2 separate regions of the Macaca mulatta genome follow, and region 1 is linked to region 2. A link is a contact called in public Micro-C data. All regions are on one chromosome and are shown on one strand. The core of a region is the stretch at or near the end of the contact, and the rest is flanking DNA. Distances in the headings are between cores, read along the strand shown. Region 1 holds the start of SLC39A10 (solute carrier family 39 member 10). Region 2 has its middle 150 kb from the start of SLC39A10.

Evidence for each region. Hi-C and Micro-C count contacts between places; a contact is called where the count stands out from the background.
Region 1: a Micro-C map of CD4 T cells shows a contact between it and region 2, with 5 times the contacts expected there. The contact joins the promoter of SLC39A10 here to the enhancer-like site in region 2. A contact is called at or near these places in 2 of 14 Hi-C or Micro-C datasets (CD4 T cells and liver).

Annotation. Positions count from the first base shown.
Region 1 is chr12:100,618,452-100,621,739 of T2T-MMU8v2.0, forward strand. SLC39A10 (solute carrier family 39 member 10) reads left to right here and starts at 1,615. Exons shown (of 10, transcript NM_001260918.1): 1 at 1,615-1,665.
Region 2 is chr12:100,463,794-100,467,152 of T2T-MMU8v2.0, forward strand. No RefSeq gene overlaps it. Among named protein-coding and RNA genes, the nearest start is that of SLC39A10, 150 kb to the right of the region's middle. Within about 2 kb of position 2,073, at least 3 of the 40 cell types and tissues checked have an H3K27ac peak or open chromatin away from gene starts, as enhancers often do. A contact at or near this core is called in CD4 T cells, where this site is marked.

The DNA of each region.
Region 1 (3,288 bases), core at 365-2,864, 150 kb after region 2:
TCAATGAATCTGAGGACCACAGCCGTTGTCTCACATTTAGTGGCAATGGTGAGACTTGAAACTAGGACTCAGGCTTAATCTCTTTCCTCCACACGTCAGCACTTCTCCCTTTGTAAGCAGAAGTGAGGTTCATGCCCTGGCTTTGAAACAAGGAAAAGGGCATATGAGTAGTTCAGTGTTCTGAACTACGCATGGCAATCAGTAGGCATTTATTAAGCACAATTTTCGTTGTTTTGATATTTTTTGTAGAGATACAAAACAAAAAATAATCTTCTTTCATGAAGGTATAATATGCAGGTTAGCGGGACTACCTAGCCGTCCATACTGAATGGGTTTGGAAATCACAACTCTTTTCTCTACCTGCTCTGTGATACCAGGCAAGTTAAAGATTTGTGTGCCTCAGTTTCCTACCTCACCGTATTATGGGGATTAAATTTATATATATGTAAAACACTTGGGGAGTACTTGACACATAGTGAAGCCTGCGATTACTGCTGTTCATGGTTTTATGTTCTCTACTAGACACCAGTAAGGCACCCCCATAACTCGCTCTATTAAGTAGATTCTGGTTGGATATAGAAACCCAGGCACCCCAGGCGGAATGCAGATAAGCCTCAACATGTGGATTAAGAGCCAGGAAGCAGAGTAATGAAGCAAAAGATGTCCAGAGTCACCTTTTAAGAAAATGTGGGTTGGTGGTTGCTTAAGAGGGGAGGAGACAATTTAGATGAGAGGTATGGTGCGAGCAAAGGGCAAGAATGAGCACGGTGTAGGCACAAGTCCATGGAACTGCTTGGCCAGATCGGGATTTCTTTTCTCATAGAGTGTTAAGAAATAATAAATCAATTGAGGAGTAGAGGGGTGAAGACCTTGGAAAGTTACCAAAAGCCTCGAGAATTTGTCTAAATGCGTGACATGTTCTCAGGACTCAACTCTTTCTTTCTGGCTTGGAAGACCCGCAGTAAGTGTGGTCTAGAATTAAATGGGTGGGAGGGGAGCTAGGCAAAACACCTCGCACTTAGCACTAAATAAAGTTCGCTGTCGCCCTAAGAGATTGAAAAGGTTTCTTTAACAAAGGGGGCGGGATTAACTTAACGTAGATGTTTAACTCGTATACAGATGAACATTCCAGATGCTCACTCTGAAGCTTTTTGGCTACAGCATTTGGGTTTAGAGCTTCCATTACTCATCCGACTCGCCCAAGGCCTCAGCAACCGACGTTCTAAAGCCAGGAGAAAAGGCGAATGATAAAGGGCGCTCCACGCATGCGTTAAGAAGCTGCCCCAACTCCCCCGCGGCGTTCTTTCTTGGAACAAAACTAGCGCGGAGACACGGAACTCCGCAGTTTGCGTATACTTGAATTTCCTATTGCTCGGACGATCCGTGTGGAATCCGTGAGTAGTGCGGCTCCTTTACGCAACTGGCGTTATCCGAAGTGAATAGCTAGGTGGCGCGTGTACGCCCATAGCGTAGCACCCATAGGCGGACGGGGTGCGGCTGCGCAGGGAGCTGAGTGGCCCTTGTACGCCGCTAGCGTAGCAGGGTGTCTGACGCGCGGGTTTCTGCGACGCAGTTAGCGCAGTCGGCTTTGGTGAATACACGATTTGGTGCAGCCGGGGTTTGGTACCGAGCGGAGAGGAGATGCACACGGCACTCGAGTGTGAGGTAACTATAAAACCCCGATTTGTTTACATTCCCTCCCCCAGAACCGGCCCCGTGCGCGGCGGAGACTGCGAGTCCCGGGACGGCGCGGGGGTAGAAAGGGAGAACAGAACCGGGGAGTCGGGGCTGGGTCCCTCGGGGATGCGGGCGCTGGGGTTCCGCGGCTGCTGCAGTCGGCGGCAGCGAGCCGAAGCAGAGCGCGTGGTGGGCAGCGTGTTGGGCGTCTCGGCTCCTCGTGTGCGGTCTGGGCTGCTGCGGGCCGCGGGATCGGGAGCCGGCGGCGTCCGCTCCGCGTGCGGAGCCTCGCGCCCCCCTCACCCTCCTGTGGAGGTTGGCTGAGCCTCGCGGGCCGCGCCCGGGGTGGGGGAGTGACCGCTGGGCGGGCGGCGGCGGTTAGGGGGCTGCGCGCCGGCCGCGGATGGCGTCGCCGGCGCGGGCGGGCAGGTCTTCGGGGGCTTGGCGACCAAGCGACCCGGTTTCTTCCTGTCTAGTCGTCCTCTCTGGTGTATAATGGGGCCAGGGGACCCCGGGATGGAGCCTCGGCGCCGCTGTTCCGGACCGAGGCTAACGGACGGCGGCGCCTCTGCTCCTACTAGTTTTCTCCCGGACCAACCGAAAAGCCGAGGCGGAGCGCGGGGTAGTGAAGATCTCGGCCTGTTGGGGGTCCCTGGAGCTGAGGGCAAGGGTGGGGCCGGGTCGGTGGGACAGGCCGGGTGGGCCGGAGGTGGCGCGGCAGCTCGGCTTTGTTCCGGAAAGCCCTTAGGTGGAGAGCAATGTGGGGCGCGGCAGAGGGAGCGTGTAGAGGAACCTTCGTGCACAGCCTCTCCGGGTCTGGAGATCTGCTGAACTCCTTGCCTCTCTTGGGGTCCCCCGAACGCCCTAGCTAAGAAGGGCGGGGGGCCTTGCCAGGGCAGGAGCGACATGACGTTCAAGGTTTTCCTGTGGCTTCTGTAAAGAAATGTTCACGTGGGAGCTTGTCCACATGGGCTGTACTAAGGATCTGGCACGAGGAAGAAATATCACTGCAGAATCTGAAGCCCTCCGTTGGAAGGGTCGTTCTCTCGAGTACCTATTCTAAGTGACAGTGACACAAAACACATGTTAGAAAAAAGCAAAAAGGATGGTAGGTTATACTGGTTTTCTTAAAAAAACTTTAATTTATGCTTTTTGCTGTTAAGTCCTCTAATTTCACATTGGAACTGAGTCATTCTTGGAGCAAAACTAGAGTGTAATAGATTTACATTTCCTTTGTGTTTTCTTTTTCGATATGTATCTAAATTGTACATAATTAAGAACAAGCAAGTAATGGAAAAGCTGGAGATGTAGAATTTAGTTCCTTCTAACTTAGTATGCAATTGAAAGCCTCAACTCGAGACTCCTGTGTATTGTTTTATATTAGGACTCTTGTACAAATATTTGAGAACCTTAATATGAGTTAGTTACTTTTTCTAGATCTTGGGGATCCATGCCAGACAACGCACATTCTACAGACACTGGTTACTCCAGTGGCTCCTTACTGGAAACAGATACATAATATCAGTGATAAGTGCTGTGAAGAAAATAAAACAACGATGTGCTGGTAGGGATTTTTAACTTTTTTGTGTGATGAACCACAGAATGATGGTT
Region 2 (3,359 bases), core at 823-3,322:
AAACACACCAATCAGTGCTCTGTGTCTAGCTAAAGGACTGTAAACACACGAATCAGCACTCTGTAAAAACGCACCAATCAGCGCTCTGTGTCTAGCTAAAGGATTGTAAACGCACGAATCAGCACTCTGTAAAAACGCACCAATCAGCGCTCTGTGTCTAGCTAAAGGATTGTAAATGCACCAATCAGCACTCTGTAAAAACACACCAATCAGCACTCTGTGTCTAGCTAAAGGATTGTAAATGCACCAATCAGCACTCTGTAAAAACACACCAATCAGTGCTCTGTGTCTAGCTAAAGGATTGTAAATGCACCAATCAGCACTCTGTAAAAACACACCAATCAGTGCTCTGTGTCTAGCTAAAGGATTATAAACGCACCAATCAGCACTCTGTAAAATGGACCAATCAGCAGGATGTGGGCAGGAGCAAATAAGGGAATAAAAGCTGGTCATTTCAGCCAGCAGCAGCAACCTGCTCAGGTCCCCTTCCACGCTGTGGAAGCTTTGTTCTTTCGTACTTCACAATAAATCTTGCTGTTGCTCACTCTTTGGGTCGGCACTACCTTTATGAGCTGTAACACTCACCATGAGGGTCTGCGGCTTCATTCCTGAAGTCAGTGAGACCACGAACCCACCGGGAGGAACAAAGAACTGTGGACACACCACCTTTAAGAGCTGTAACATTTCTCCCCTACCTTTAGGCTACTTCAATCCAACCTCATGGGATTTTTTTTTAATTAATGAAATTTGACAGTCAAGAGTCACTTTTTACTAACAGAGAAAGAGAAGTTAGAGAGGAAAGTGATTTCTGTGCTTGGGGATACAGACATTCTCCAGTCTGGCTGAAAGGTTATTTTCTTCACTTATTTTTCCTTCACTAGTCATTTTCTCCTTTCAAATAATTACATGAATAAACAAGTCATTCAGTTACAGCTTAACTCAAATTTTTATGTAATAAAAAAATGGAATTACATGTTAAAATTCTCCTCACTGGTCTTGAAAAAGCAAACAGGATCTCTCTAGGAAATTTAGCAGTCAGCTATACATTTTTATAGCTGCAAAGATACTGGTATAATCTCTTTGGTATTACCCAAATAAGAACCATAGAGCTGAGTAATCTACAAGATTTAACTAAAAACATATTATGTCCCACTGGGACTTTTTTCCACATCACAGATGTAAGCCTTGTAAAATGCAGAGCATTTAGTAAAATTTTGGTTCAATGTTAACATCACAGTCTGTGAACCATTTTGCAAGATTTGGTCCAGACAACAATGATAATAAAGAAGACCTTCCATCTGTAATTTAACAAAGTACAAGAAATAATTACCACTAAATTGTTGTCTCAAATAAAGTACATATAAATACTGTTCAATATGTTTATTATTATATATACAGTACTTCAGGAACAATACTTACACGAACTTAACATCTTAACATCTGAGACACTATATAAAATTGCTAAAAATCATTGAACACTGGAGAATGTATGCCCACCCACCCCCAACAGAATGATGTTCAATATTGAACAAGTGTCATATTATACAATACCATTTACCCATACTAGTTGAGAGAAGCAGAGATCATTCAAAGGACACTAGCCAAAGCCTTTATACTTAATTGTAAGGTTATTGTAAGAAGTTTCCCCATAAAATTACTTTTCTTGAAATATTCTATTTAGTTTCGAAGACGAAAATTTTTCAGACATCAATTTGATTTCACCTGTATTTCTAGTCATTCGTATAACTTTCTCTCTCAAAAAGAAAAAAAAAAAAAAAAAAAAAAACCTTAATTTCTTTTTTATGTCAATGTTGTTCACTAGGTGTTATTAATCCTTAATGTGTTAATCATCTTCCTTAGGATAATGTTCTCAACTCTTCGTTAGAAAAAGAGTCAGTTCTCCAATTACCAAAATTAATTCTTAGTATACAACACATTCTTAAGTCAGTTGATTTGATCTTGGAAATAATGTCCCCAGAGAAACAATCTTATAAGTGGTGGTTTTGTTCCCAGCCCAGATTATACAACCAACATAAAATGAAATTCACTACAGCATCTTTCCACCAAGTGTGGTGCTTTTTAGTGGTTAAGCACATCCGCTCCTCCAGGTAGGGGTTAGAAACACAGTTGTCCCAGCTTCATAGTGAGAGCAGAGAATTTCTGCTCTGGTCACAGTAGCTCAGAGTGGGGATCCAAGGATGTCCAGGGGCAGGCTGCTCTCCCGGGAGCTGCCCCCATGAAGGAGCTCATTGCTGGGAGCAAAGGGATCCTCAACCAAGGGCTTCACAGCTGCTTCTGCTCTGCTCCCCGTAAAGAAGGCTCTCCAAGCAGCAGCCCAGGAGACTCTTTGCAGTGAAAACTAGATCTTGTGGCTTTTCATATCAAAACTCTCCAAGGTTTCCCACCACACTTTGAAAAATAATTCTAAGTCCTTAACCAGACCTGCATGATCTCGCCCCTGGCTGCTTCCCTGGTCCATTTCCTGGCAGTCTTCCCCGCCTCTCCACCCCACTCACTCTGCTCCTGTCACTCTCACCTCCCTGTAATTTTTCAAACATTTCAAGCATGTGCCTACTTCAAATCCTCCATCCCTGCTGATTTCTTTACCTGGAAAGCCCTCATCTAAGAGGAGACATGGCTGACTTCCTCACCGAATCTCCATCTCTGCTCTAATGTCACCTTCTTGGAGGAAGAGATCTTCTCTGGTGGCCACAAAATAGCATTCCAGACACAATCGATTGTGCCACTTCATTTTTTATCACAGCACTTAATACTCTCAGAATCATATTATATATTTGCTTATCTTCCTTAGGATACTGTAAGCCCCATTAGGGCAAGAAATTTTTTTTACCGCTTTATTTTCTTAAACAGTGCATTGCTTATAGTACACATTTCACCATATGTGTTACATAGATGAATGAGCAGTTTCACTGCTCATTCAAAGAACATTTCAAAGAAAATATCCACAAATCACAAGCCTAAAGTTAAAATTGGCCTCTATCACCTCAAAATTTACCAGCCAATCCCAGAGAATGGTTGTTGGCCATACAATAACTAAACATTTCTCTGAACAAAGAAAAGTCTGGAAAATTGACAACCAGCGATTTTTTAAATGAGAGTATGGAAACTTTTGTCTTATCACTTTGTGCCCTGATTGTAACCAGAAACGCAAATTGCTATCTAAAACTGCACTCTCCCCACTCCTATATATTTTCCAAATTGTGCATATCTATATAGTCTTCCAAAGTTCTTGGCTGAAATGGCAGTTACTTAAAGCTACTGGAATTCCCGATGCAGCATCTTCGCCTTCATCACACTGCAGCCTTTAAGGCTTAGAGAGACACATTATTCTCAACAGG